Linked DNA regions of Mus musculus: regions 1 and 3 are each linked to region 2. A link is a contact called in public HiChIP or PLAC-seq data. All regions are on one chromosome and are shown on one strand. Each heading gives the region's core, a stretch centred on a gene start, on an enhancer-like site or on the middle of the called end of the contact. The rest is flanking DNA. Distances are from core to core; before and after follow the strand shown.

Region 1 (4,421 bases), core at 733-3,232, 930 kb after region 2:
CTTGAGTTCTATTCCCAGCAACCACATGCTGTCTTAAATACCCTTTAACTCAAAGACCCTCCTTTCTACATCCTTATGTTCAATCCCTGGGCGTTGGGTGTTTACTCCACCTCTTGACTTAGGGTTCCTCTTGACCTATCATTGACTTTATTTAATCCTGTTAACAGAAAGCTTTTTGGATTAAAGGTGTGTCCTAGGGCTGAGCCACAGCACAACAAGGTTTTTCTAGTTCACAATCTTGGGGTTCACAATGTGGTCAAATGTCCTGCTATGTGAACTTCTTCCGACCTTATAACAAAATGTCTTCCCTCCTTAAGATGGAGTCTGGCTGGCCCATCATTTCTGCCTTGCCTTGTGTGCCCCTTTCAAATCCTTGCCAGGGAATGATCATTTATATCTGTTGTATAGGCTGATAATGTCAATGGAAGCCAAGTATTTTACCTTTTTCTATTTGGAAAGAGACAAAATTTGTATTATGCCTAGGGCGTCTCTATGTCTGACTGGTTAGCATAGGAAGAATAAATTATTCTTAAAATCATCCTCTTTGTTCTGTATAGAGCAGGTGGAGTGCTGTGGGGCATTGGGCTATACACAGACAATCTGGTCTCCAGTCGAGCTGAGGTCTGAACCCCGGGACCCGGTGGTGATAATTCACCTACGTGGAACAGAAGGAGTTCTCTCATATCTCCTGGATTCAAGGCTCCTGTCGAAGTTACCGCCCTCCACAGCCCCCACAGGAGAGGCGTGGCTAGCAGTCACATAGACGCTGTCCCAAGCTTCTGACCTTCAGGAAAGACTCCTCCCAGTTACAGTAAAGATAACAGCACACCACCATAAGAGGGGCTGCTTGGCCCCACCTCATTCTCTTACTCCTCTTACTCTCCTTACTCTCATCTCCTCTCCTCTCTCTCTCTTACTCCCTCTTACTCTTTCTTACTATCTAGCCTTCCCCCTCTCCCGCTCCCCTCCTCTTGGCCATGGCTGGTCTCCCCCCCTCTCTCTCTACCTTCTCTCTTTCCCCCTGCCTTTCTATAATATAGCTCTAAAACCATAGACTATCTCTGTTCATCAAGGCCCTCTGCGCTTACTCTTGCCTGCGTGGAAACCTCTCTCCCTCAGCCCTCTCTCCTATAACCCTGGGGGCTACAAGGTGTTGCCTGGGGGGGGGTTTCCCGGTAGGGGGTTGCCCCTTGTCTACCCCCCATCGAGTGGGGTCCGTGGCTTAGATGCCCACCTGGGGATCTAAGTGGAAAGCATCTGGCAGCCCTCCCGCATCCATCTGCCCAGAGCATAGGAGGAACTCTGGAGGGATGTAGGCTATCCTCCCTTTCCCTCCTTCCCCTACCCCCTTTAGTTCCCACAGAGTGCCTTATCATATTGTAGAAATATTTTAGCTAATCAAACCTGCTGATAGATCTTGGTCTATTTTTTTTTTAAACAGGTATCTTTTGACAGTGAGGGAGCCTGGTAGGCCAGTGGGTATTATACATAAGTAATTGTGTCCATCTTGTCCTCTATGCCAGGGAGTTTCCTTTGGATTAACATTCCAGCCTTTGATGAGGATAAGGGGCAATGCATTTGATTAACTACTTAGCTGCTGAAATTAGGATGGCGTCAGGGCCCAGGAAAGCTGGAATATTAGCAGAAGGCCGGAAGGGGATTAGGGCAATAGGGCACTGATTAGGAGCATCTGGTTTGTTGTCCCATGTAGGCTTCGATTTTTTAAAACCTGTTTTAAATAAAAGTTCTTGAATGCTTTAACCTCCCTTCTAGCCCACCACCCACCAGAGGTAGTGGAAAAGAAAGTTATTAGGATACAGGGGAAGTGGACTTGTTTAGAAATTGTTCTTTGGAGCAAATCCCATCTGCATTGTCAGGAAATTAGCACATGAGTCAACAGAGCTCGATACACTCATAAACACTTCACGAATATACTAGCAGTCCAGTTCAGTAGTGTCAGGATATCAAATATGAATCATCAGTGGTGGCCCCACCCGGCAGAAACAGCCAAGCCTCAGTCAAATTAGCATCAGTCAGCAGGAGCAACCAGGACCAGCAGGGGCGCCAGAAGTTCTTTGTGCCTCTCTCAATGAAGTGAAGATCAGTAGAGACCAACAAAGCTTGCAAGCCCGCAGTCACTGTCCATTAGATCCTATTTATACTCCCTCCAAACATCATGTGTCCTCCAATGGGTTTTGCTTCAGCACGTGAGTCTGTCTTAGCAAAACTCCACATGAGACTGTATCAGCCGACATCACTCTGCCAATCGGCCTGAGTCTGCAGAAGCTGCAAGAAGCCACCAGAACATCACCAGAAGTTTTTCTATGGAGTCCTGACAAAAGATGACCAATAAACAATGGTAAGGCGTACCAATACCATCCAGCATTGTCCACTGTCTGCTGGGTCCTTCTTAACGTCATGCATCCTTTCACGTGTTTGCTTCAGCGAAATGTTCGTTGACATACTGACTTTCCAAAGAAACCTTAAGTTTCCACTTCAGACCCAGCTGAAGAGACAGGGAGCAATCACACCCATTAGACTGGCTTAGATCAGTTTTCAAGGCCAGGGGTTTCTGGTTTTGTAGGATTACCTGGGGCTAGCATGTGCAGATCACTTTTGAAACAGTTTACAGTCCACAGTTGATATCCGGATTGCATTTATTATCCAAGTGGATACAGACTAGGGACAGAAGAAAACTTTTTTTTGGGTTAGGGTCTCATTATATTACCCTGGCTGTCCTAGAACTTCTCTGTAGACCAGGCTGGCCTTGAACTCAGAGATCCACCTGCATCTGCCTCCTCAGTGCTGGGATTAAAGGCGTGCGCCATCTTCCCCTCAGCCTTCCATTCCCTACCTCAACCCAAATAGTTATTGACCATTTTCCAAGTTATATATGCAGTATGTTGTAGTAAGTTAAAATTACCCAAGTAAACACTTTATGTAATAAGTTCTTTCTCCCTTTCTTCCTTTTTCTTTTTCTTTTCTTTTTTTGTTTTTGGTTATTTTTCTGAGAAGATTTCTCTGTGTCCACCTTGTAGACCAGGTTGGCCTCAAATTTGCTGATTTCCACCTGCCTCTGATGCCCTAGTGCTGGGATTAAAGCACTAGGGTGACTTATCACCCCCAACACACCTGCCACCCTCTACCCCCTCAAAATAATTATTGACCATTATCCAACTTATATATATAATATGTTGTAAGTTAAAATTATCCATGTATATATTTTTAGTTATCACCCATGTATTATAATTTTTTTAGCTGTTTTCTTTTTTTAAAGATTTATTTATTTATTTTATGTATGTTAGTACACTGTCGCTGTCTTCAGACACACCAGAAGAGGGCATCAGATCTCAGTACAGATAGTTGTGAGCTACCATGTGGTTGCTGAGAATTGAACTCAGGACCTCTGGAAGAGCACTCAGTGCTCTTTCTTAATTGCTGAGCCATCTCTCCAGCCCCTTGATTTCTTTTTTGGTCATAAAATCAGGTGGCTCATCTATATAGGACAGACAGAAAATTTTTAAATAATCCTGCTTGAGTCTAGAGAAGCAGGAGCAGTAACAACTCCAGGCCCAGCTTTTCAGAACAGCTTAAGACAATATTTCATATTATGCAGATCGAATCCCTGTTAAATTGAGTTTGGTGGCTGGGGATGGAGCAGAGCATCTGGGGACAGAGAGAACAGTCATTAGATGCGACCAAAGCAGGCTTCCGCTTCATTTTCCTCATTTGCTTCCCCATCTCTCTTGGATTATTGTTTTTCTGGGATGAGGACACGGGGCAGTGGAGGCTCCACTCTCTGGGAGCTTGTAGGAGATCCACAAGTGATGGAGTGGATTCTGGAGCCAGCCTCTGCTGCCTGCTCACTTAGCTGTCAGCCTAGCTCTTCTGGTCCTTCCTGTCCATTTGCTTAGCCTGGCAAGGCACACCCCTGCAAAGCCAGCACCTAGCAGCAGGCTCAGGATTGGAAAACAGTGTTCTTTGCCTGGCTCCCTCCTGCTGCTGCTGCTGCTGCTGTTGCTGCTGGACAGTGGTGGGAGAGCAGTGTGTGTGTGTGTCTGTCTCTGTCTCTGTCTCTGTCTCTGTCTCTGTCTCTGTCTCTCTCTCTCTCTCTCTCTCTGTGTATAAGACTGGGGAAAATTTAAAGAGACAGACACAGCAAAAAAATGAAACTACAGAGCTCAAAATATCCAAAGGACAGAGTCAACAAAAACCAAAGCCAGTAAACACAGAACACAGAATGTTCATGTAGTTAAGAGAGACTGATCCAGAGTGGCAATTTTCACACACACATTTAGCTGGGCTTGCTGGTTTCCCCAACAGCCCTCACACCTACCAGGCAGCCAGAGCAGCTTTGTGCTAGGTGCCCTGAGCAGGAGGCAAACAGCACACAGAGCAAAACACAGGGAGCCAATAACAAG
Region 2 (4,558 bases), core at 1,166-3,665:
AAAAAAATATAAGTAAAAAGAAAGAAAGAAGGCGAGAGCTGGAATGATGGCCCAACAGTTAAGAGTGCTTCTGGCACTTGCAGAGGCTGGTGGATTTCTATACCTCTGGAAGCTTGAGGCTAGCCTGTTCTACATGGGCTATACTAATAAAAGAAAGAAAAGTGAAAAGAAACCCATTGTTAGTTCCTGTCTTTTCCCATATACTAATGACCCTAAATATATCATCAGTGGTATTACATATTATTAATTACAAGTTAAATTACAAATTAAAACATAATACATATTATATTTTTTTGGTTGGTTGGTGTTTTTTGTTGTTGGGTTTTTTTGTTTTTGTTTTTGTTTTTGTTTTTGTTTTTGTTTTTGTTGTTTGAGACAGGGTTTCTCTGCGTAGCCCTGGCTGTCCTGGAACTCACTCTGTAGACCAGACTCGCCTCGAACTCAGAAATCTGCTTATCTCTGCCTCCCAAGTGCTGGGATTAAAGGCGTGCGCCACCACTGCCTGACTATATTTTAATTTTTAAAGTCACCTATTCTGTATATTTCATAGGAATAGAATCATACCATACATAGTATTTTAATTTTGGTCATTTTATTGGGGAAGGAATGAGGCAGGTGATCACATAGCCCAAACCAAATCTACGAACTTGATATGTAGATGAAGTAGACTTTGAACTGGTAATTTCCCTGCCTCCTCTTCCCAAGTTAACAGGCACAGGTCACTATAATTCATGTCTGTGATTCTGGGGGTGGAACCCAGGGCTTTTTATGTTCTGGACAAACATTCACCAACTGAGCTACATCCCAACCCAGCCCCAAAGATCCCAAAGATGGGCCTTCTGTTAGGTTTTGTTTGTGTGTGTGTGTGTGTGTGTGTGTGTGTGTGTGTGTGTGTGTGTGTTGGGGATGGATTGGGTGGTTTGGGAGAAGTTTGTTTTTCTTTGGGTTTATGTCTGTTTATTTACGTGCGTGCATGACTGTGGACACATGTGGAGGTCAGAGGACAGCTCATATTACTCCCTTCTCTCCTGCCACTCTGTGGGTTCTGAGAACCAAATTCAGGCTGTCAGGATTGGTGAGGAGCACTTTCACCCAATGAGCCAAATTCCCAACCCCGTTCGGTTGTTAGAAACAGAACCTTGCTTTGTAGCCCAGGCTGGACCATAATTCAACATCTTTGTTCTCTTCTTCCTGAATAATTAGGTTTAAAATTATCTGAAAACACATTCAACTTCAATTTTTTATGTTTGTTTGTTTGTTTGTTTTGGAGACAGGATTTCTCTGTGTAACTCTGGCTTACCTGGAACTCTCAATGTGTAGACCAGGCTGGCTCTAAATCAGAAATTAGTCTCCCTCTGACTCCATCGTGCTGGGATTTTTTTTTTTTAATAATAAAAGATATTGTACCAGGCATGCCCCGTGCCTTTAGTCCAAGCATTTGGGAGGCAGAGGCAGACAGATCTCTGTGAGCTTGATGCCAGCCTGGTCTACAGAGAGAGTTCCAGGACGCCCAGGGTTGTATGGTGAGATACTGTCTAAAAAAACAAAGCTAGAACAACAAAGTGTGTGTGTGTGTGTGTGTGTGTGTGTGTGTGTGTGTGTGTGTGCTTACCCAGGGTGTCTTCAGAGGACAGAGGCTTCAGATCTCCTGGATCTGGAGTTTTTGCCAAACAGGGAGGGAGAGGAAGGGAGAGGAAGGGAGAAGGAGAGAGTGAGAGAGCAGGCAGGCTGAGGAGTCAGTACCGGGCCTAGCTGGGGTGGTGGCTGGCTTGCTGGATGCCCTGGGTGCCCTGGGGCAGAGAGAACCGTGTCCACGGCGCCCTCTGGTGGCTGTCTGAAGCATAATCAGGGCGGACCTACAGGTCTGGCAGGTTGGGGTGCAAACCTGCCCGGCAGCCACTTCCTGCAGCCCTGTGCATTCCTGAACGCCACTTTCCGCCACACCCCTTTCACCTCTTTTGAAAATCTGGGTACTTAAACTGTAACTAAATTTCCCTTACCTGCCACGGGAGCCCGAACTCCGGTGGTTCTAGTACCTTACCTCGGGGACATAGAGTAACTACTTGACTTTCTGTTCTTAGAAGACTCAGCTCTCTGACTCCCCTATGAAGAAAGACTGACAGCTTCAGCCACAATTCATGAAAGGGTGCCTTGTCCCAGAGCCCTACTTGCGGAACCACCTCTTTTCTCAACACCAATAAATCCAGACTCTAGCCCTCCTCTCTCAGACCCAGGGGTCTAGTCCCAGCTCTCCTCCCTCAGACTCTACAGGCGTCCAGCTTCAGCCGTCCTCCCTCAGACTCTCCAGGCCGGCCCCTTTTACCTACAGTCCCCTCCTGGTCCTCCAGGACCTGCCCCCTGCTCCCTCTTGGTCCCGCCCCTACCTGGAGCCTTTCCCCGCCACACCCCTCCGTCCCAGTCCCAAGCCACCCGAGGGACCCATGGCTGCGGCGGCAGCCCCGCGAGGGTGGCAGCGGGGCGAGCCACGCGCGCTTAGCCGGGCGGTGAAGTTGCTCCAGCGCCTAGAAGAGCAATGCAGGGATCCCAGGATGGTCACGGGGCCCCCGTCCCTGCGGGACCTGCTGCCCCGCACCGCGCAGCTACTTGGAGAGGTGGCAAAGGCCCGGCGCGAGGCCAGGGAAGACCCCGAGGGTCCCGGTGGCGCCGATGACTTTCTGGCCATCTACCTGGCCAATCTGGAGGTCAAAGGCAGGCAGGTGGCGGAGCTCCTGCCACCCCGAGGCAAAAAGGACGTGAACCAGGATGTTTTCCGGGAGGGCTCCAGATTCAGGTGAGCGCTAACCTACCTCAGAGACAAGTCACAAACTAGTGATTTCCGGATTGTGTGCCACCAGCCGCCTGTTCCCTCAGACCCAGGGGTCCAGGTTCCACCCTCCTCCTTCAGACCCAGAAGTACAAGCTTCAACTCTCCTCAATCAGACCCAAAAGTCAAGACCCTTTATTCCATCAGACCCAGGAGTACAGGTCCAGCCTTCCTCCCCATTATTCCCCCCTTTAAGCACCCTTGCCTCCAGGCCCCCTTTCTTCCTTTTGTAGATCAGCTTGAACCTGGGGTGCAGGCGTGTGTCTCTCCTAGAAGAGCAAACTTCAGCTGGGCAGTGGTGGCGCACGCCTTCAATCCCACTGGGAGACAGAGGCAGACGAATTTCTGAGTTCGAGGCCAGCCTGGTCTACAAAGAGTTCCAGGACAGCCAGGGCTACACAGAGAAACCCTGTCTCGGAACAACAACAAAAAATAAAAGAGCAAACTTCCTGTTGGGGAGGCAGGATGAGTTGGACCCACCTGTCCAGCCTGAGAAACAGGCCAGCCCCCACTCCCACCTCCACTTCCACCTGTCTGGGTTCCAGCAAAGATGTCTGTTCCAAGGATCTTAGACGTGCCTGCCCTCTGGCTTGTGGGACAACTGCATAGAACTGGAGCTGGAACCCAGAGCAAGGTCTAAACTGGTGATTTGGGTCTGGCTCCCTAGCCTTGTTGTGACTTGCCTGAATAAATAAATATATATATCACATATATATATATAGTATAATATATAGAGACACACATGTGCATATATATGTGTATATATATGTATGTATGTGTGTGTGTATATATAATGAAAATACATATCTCTTTTTTCTTTCTTTCTTCCTTTCTTTCTTCCTTTCTTTTTTTCTTTCTTATGTAGTTCCAGCTGGCCTTTAAACTCGATCTGTAGACCAGGCTGGCCTCAAACTCACAGAGATCCACCTCCCTCTGCCTCCTGAGTACTGGGGTCAAAGGGCTCTGGCACCACAATCAGCCCAGAGTAATAAACTGGTTCTCTTGTTTGGTTGGTAGATTGGTTGGTTGTTTTTGGATCCCATTTCTCTGTGTAGCTCTAGCTATCCTGGAATTCCCTCTGTAGACCAGGCTAGCCCAGAACCCACATAGATCCACCTGCCTCTGCCTCTGAGAGTAAAGGCCGTACCACCACTGCTCAGTTACAGATTTCTTTTGTTGTTGTTGTTTTTTGTTTTGTTTTTGTTTTGTTTTTTCGAGACAGGGTTTCTCTGTATATCCCTGGCTGTCCTGGAACTCGCTTTGCAGACCAGGCTGGCCTCGAACTCAGAAATCCACCTGCCTCTACCTCCGGAGTGCTGGGATTAAAGGCGCGCGGCACCACGCCCGGCTAGATTTCTTTTTTATCACTTGGAATTAGCTTTCACTGTTAGTGTGCATACACTGGTCAGAGTCAGAAGACAGGTTGCCAGTGTTTTTAACAGCTGAACCAACTCTAGCCCCAATTGTTACAATTTTTGTTACTTCTTTCAGCCTGCCTTGTTGCAGTCTGGTGTATATGCCACAGCTAAAGCACCTGCTAGAGAGATGGCTTTGGGAAGTGGTTCTCAACCTGGCCATCCAACCACCCTTTCACAGGGTCTCCTAAGACCATGGGAAAGCACGGGCGTTTACATTATGACTCATAACAGTAGCAAAAAGGAAGTAGCAAGGAAAATAGTTTTATGGCTGGGGTCACCAGAACATACAGAACTGTATTGAAGGGTCTCAGCCTTA
Region 3 (4,285 bases), core at 1,143-3,642, 810 kb after region 2:
AAGAGGCTGGAGCAAGCAGTTTGCCTGGGTCACTTCACCCAGTGTTCGCAGGATCTCTCCTAGGGGAAAACCTACTTTTCAGAAGTGAGTATACATGAATTTACTGAGATGACAATAATGTGGCTAACACTCAGACTGGACTCTGCCTCTAGGCGCTGCCTTGCACAGAACTCTCCCCACACCCCAGCTCTCTCTCCATTTACTTTCAGGCCTGGAACAAACCCTTGAGCCCCAGGCACACTGGCCCAGTGACCTAGCATTATTAACCTGCCCTTTCTCCATTGGTTTGCGGCAGGGTCTCCAAAAGACTGACACTGGTACTTAGTGCATACAGCCCAAGGTAGGCCCTGGGCTCCCAGATTCTCCTACCTCAGACCTCCACAGTAGCTGGGAAGAAAGACCAATCCCACCCACCTACTGAAATCGCCAATTCCAGCTGAGCCAGGCATCCCAGGACCGGTTCCACGTCTACGACTCTGATGGTCACCAAGTGGCTGTAGAACCACCAGAGACAATCCACTTCCTTTTCTGTTTTCTACATTATTATTTTTGGAAGGCAGGTTCTCACAGAGCTCAGATTTGCCTCTAACACACTATGCACCTAAGGATAACGCAGGTGTTGAGACTCCAAATCATGTGCTACCACATGGGTCTATGCAGTCAAAATCTGACCCTGGAACCCCTGAAAGCTGGGAAGTACTCAACCACCAGGACATCCCCAGCCCGCCCTTCCTCACCCTTTTAAGCCAAGCCTCCTGTAGCACAGGCTAGCCTTGAACTCCCGTTTCTTCTGCCTTCAACTCCCAAGCAGGAGAATTACAGGCCTGTTGGCACCACATCTAAGTCTTTCCTTTCTCTGACCTTAAAGCCCCAGCTCCATAATGGGCCTGACAGCACTGACCTCCTACTTTTTAGCAAAAATGTGGTAAACACGCCTGACCGATCTGGGCGTGAACAACGCACTGTAGGCTTCAGGAGTGCTGGTAGTTGTTAAAGAAACTGGCTTTGGGACTCACCTGCCCGTCGATCCTGCCTGCGGTCCTCTGACAACACATACCGTTGTGTACTAGCGGTCGAAGCCTGCGGCTGTGAAGAGGCGGCTGCCCGGGACTCCTCAGCCCCAGAGCCAGCCCCCGGCCCCGCCACACCCGGTCCCAGGATGGCGAAAATAGTCTCCTCCTCCGCAGAGAAGGCGTCCTCAGCGGCGGGCCCCGCGCCCTGCGTGGAATGCGGCACGCGGGCCAGCTTCTCCTTGGTGCGGCGCTTGAAGTCGTTCCAACGCTTCTGAACCTCCTGGCCCGTGCGTTTCCAGCTGGTGATGCCGTTGATTTTGGTGGCGATGCTGTCCCACACTCGCCGCCGCTCGGCCACGCTCACCCGACGGCTCTGCGCGCCGTAGAGCTGAGGGTAGTGGGCGCGCACCTCTCGGATCAGGATCTGGTTCTCCTCGAAGGAGAAGCGCGGCTTGCGGAGTCGGGTGGTCTCCTCCGCTTCGCCCGGCGCCGCCGCCGCGGTCGCCGAGGCCATGGCGCCCCCAGACGCCACCGATCGGCTGCCTGGCGCATGGGGGGCGCCGGCTCTGCGGGCAAAGGGCGAACAGCGCTGGCGGTGGCTCGGTGTCCCCGTGTCGCCCCGACACGGGCTCCTCTGGTCCCCTGTGCAAAAGTGGTGATGGGAGCGGCGAGGTGCTGAATGCAATCAAAGGTGCTTCCTCGTAGGTGACACCCGCCCAGTGCCCATCTTGTGCTTCACGCGGCCGCTAGTGCCTCGCGGAGGAGTTGATGGGTACTGGGGGGACGGACGGTCTGGAAGGATGGAGGGAAATGAGCAAAAGTGGAAGGGAAAAGGGTGCCACAGCAGGAGTTAGAGGAGAACGGGGGCGCAGTAGAACAGGACAGGGCAAGAGTAACGGGGATGCCCAGGGGGTCGAACATGCATGATGCTGGGAAGTGATGCCAACTGGGCAATGCAGCAGACGGGGCATCCAGATCAGAGAGGAGCGCTGGGGGTTCCCAGGGTAGTGGGTGTCAGTTCTAGGGTCCCTGAGAGAGGATGTCCAAGAATAAAGATGAAATGGAACCTTCTAGTTAAGACGGCAAAATATTAAAGCTGAGGGTCTGCAGGGATTATGGGGGTGCTGGGATTGCTGGGGAAAGAAGGGGAGTTGTGGAGATAACGGGGGTCCGAGATAAGAGGGGGGACCCCCGAGGCTTTTTTTGGACTCCAGGAAGAGTGATGGAGCACAGAGGATGGGGACCCCAGTTGGGCCGCGGGTCACTCACCGTGCCGCCGCAGCCCCTGCCTGCCGGTGGGTCAGGGCTTCGGCTTCTGCGGCCTCTTCCCTCCCCCCCTACTTCTCCCTCCCCCTCTGGGCCCCGCCCCCAGTAGCATTGAGAGCCAAGACGCATGCGCGCCGGGCGAACGCGGTCTCCAGATACCCTGACAGAGCTGCGTTCTCTGAGCCGTGTCTCCCAGCACTGCGCAAGCGCAGAACTTCCCGTCGCCTTGCTTTACCAGAAGGACACAGCTGCGCAGCCGCACATTTAGCGCTGAAGTAGGTTCCCTGGGCTCTGGTGCTCAATTGCGCATGTGCAAACCTACAGCGCGCATGCGTGTCACTGGCACCTTGCCTGCGATGGTACCCAGGACTAAATCCCAGTGCGGGCGCAGTAGAGAGAGAGATGCTGAAGAGAGCGCTAGGACCAAGCGGAGTTTCTTCCCTTTGAGTAGTCCTTTAGCCTACTAAGCAAAGTCTTATTTTGAGAAAGGGGAGAAGAGCTTCATTTCCATGACAACTGCGTGGGTGGGGGCTGGGGGCGTTAGGAAACCTTGCCCACGCCCAATCCCTCCTCTGCGCAGGACCACTCGGAAACTACCTCCTACGGACTGAGGCGGGGCACCTGGAAATATTCCCCGCCCATGCAGAGGCGGTAACCATAGCAACCCAGCAACCTCCCAATGGTGCCTGGGAGGCCCCCTGTCCACAATTTGACGTCATGGCTCGGAGAGGGAGTTCAAAGGCAGGAATTTCTTGAAGGGTGGGGATGGCGATCCTAGAAAAGCGCAGAGCAGGAGTGATTCGAGAGCACCACTTGAATGAACTGGATGGCCGGATGGCAGGGTGAAAATTTTCAGTGCCCGCAGTTTCAAGGTCATTGGGTAAACGGCGCTTCGTTCATCTTTCCGACAGTTACACATAAGCTCTCACATATCCATATAAAAGGCAAATTGTGTTCACTACCAAAAAATTGTTTCTGAGGGCATCTTACTAAGTATCCCAAGCTGGCATTGAACATGCAGCAGTATCTCTGCAGTCACCAGCGAGGCTAGAAAAAAGACAGGATATGTGCGGACATTACACATAAGGAAAAGATGACATTTGTATTAAGACCCGAAGCAGAGAGGGAGGGCTGGAGCTCAGCAGTTACCATCTCTCCCGGGAACACCAGAGTTAGGATCTCTGTATCCAAAGGCGGGGGCTCATAACCATCCTTAGCTCCAGCACTGTTGCCCTCTGCTGGCACCAGGCATGGACATGGTGGACAAACATACAAGCAGGCAAAACACTCATATACATAAAAGGGAGAAAATTTCTTTTTCTTTTTTTTTTCTTTTTGGTGTGGGTGTGTGTGGTTGGTTCCTTTTTGTTTTTGAGATACGGGGTTTTTTGTTTGTTTGTTTTTGTAACCTTGATTGTCCTGGAACTAGCGCTGTGGTGGAGGATGACCCCGAAATCACTGAGATCGGCCTGCCTCAAGAGTTTGGGGACTTATTAAAGGCCAGCCACACTACCACCGGCCTAAGATTGGGTTTTAATTATGTATATGCATGTGGGTGCTGGTGCCGTGGTTGAGAGGATCTTGCAGCTGGGTCCACCTGCTTCTGACTCTGGAGTTCTGGGATTAAAGGGGTGCTGCTACTCCCCGATGCTGGCTTATACTTTTTTTTCCCCTAACCGTTTTGTGATAGGGAGCCCAAAGTTTAAAATCTATCAAAACTCAGACCTAGTAGTTCCTAGTCTCACAAGATGGAAGGGAACCCATGGGTGACCAGAACTATAGAGCCCTAGGTTCAATCTCCGGTAAAGAGGAAAAAAAAGAGAAGGGAGGGAGGGAGGGAGGACTCAAGGGACTGTTGAGATGGCCCAATGGGTGAAAGGCGCTTGCCACTAAGCTTGTGACCTGAGTTCAGTCCCCACGTGGTAGAAAGTGGACTCCCTTGAATTATTTGACTATTGTCTGGATGTTGTACCCCCTCTCTCCAGCCCTCCTCCCTCTTTTTAAGA

What was found. HiChIP or PLAC-seq counts read pairs in DNA pulled down with a chosen protein or histone mark.
Region 1: a FOXA1 HiChIP or PLAC-seq map of pancreatic cancer cells shows a contact between it and region 2. The contact joins the enhancer-like site here to the promoter of Cblc in region 2. A contact is called at or near these places in 3 of 39 promoter capture datasets (cranial neural crest, hippocampal neurons and pre-B cells), 1 of 115 datasets of contacts at active chromatin or transcription factors (pancreatic cancer cells) and 1 of 9 other capture datasets (pancreatic islet).
Region 3: a FOXA1 HiChIP or PLAC-seq map of pancreatic cancer cells shows a contact between it and region 2. The contact joins the promoter of Mypop here to the promoter of Cblc in region 2. A contact is called at or near these places in 7 of 39 promoter capture datasets (the HPC-7 cell line, cranial neural crest, hippocampal neurons and 3 more), 1 of 115 datasets of contacts at active chromatin or transcription factors (pancreatic cancer cells) and 3 of 9 other capture datasets (liver, macrophages and pancreatic islet).

What each region holds. Positions count from the first base shown.
Region 1 is chr7:18,860,597-18,865,017 of GRCm38.p6, reverse strand. It overlaps a transcript of Mill2 not described here. Among named protein-coding and RNA genes, the nearest start is that of Pglyrp1, 22 kb to the left of the region's middle. Within about 2 kb of position 1,982, at least 12 of the 459 cell types and tissues checked have an H3K27ac peak or open chromatin away from gene starts, as enhancers often do. A contact at or near this core is called in pancreatic cancer cells, where this site is marked.
Region 2 is chr7:19,794,666-19,799,223 of GRCm38.p6, reverse strand. It overlaps Cblc (Casitas B-lineage lymphoma c), which reads left to right and starts at 2,415. Exons shown (of 12, transcript NM_023224.5): 1 at 2,415-2,791. The coding sequence starts at 2,442.
Region 3 is chr7:18,989,352-18,993,636 of GRCm38.p6, reverse strand. It overlaps Mypop (Myb-related transcription factor, partner of profilin), which reads right to left and starts at 2,392. Exons shown (of 3, transcript NM_145579.3): 1 at 2,283-2,392; 2 at 1,017-1,805. The coding sequence starts at 1,527.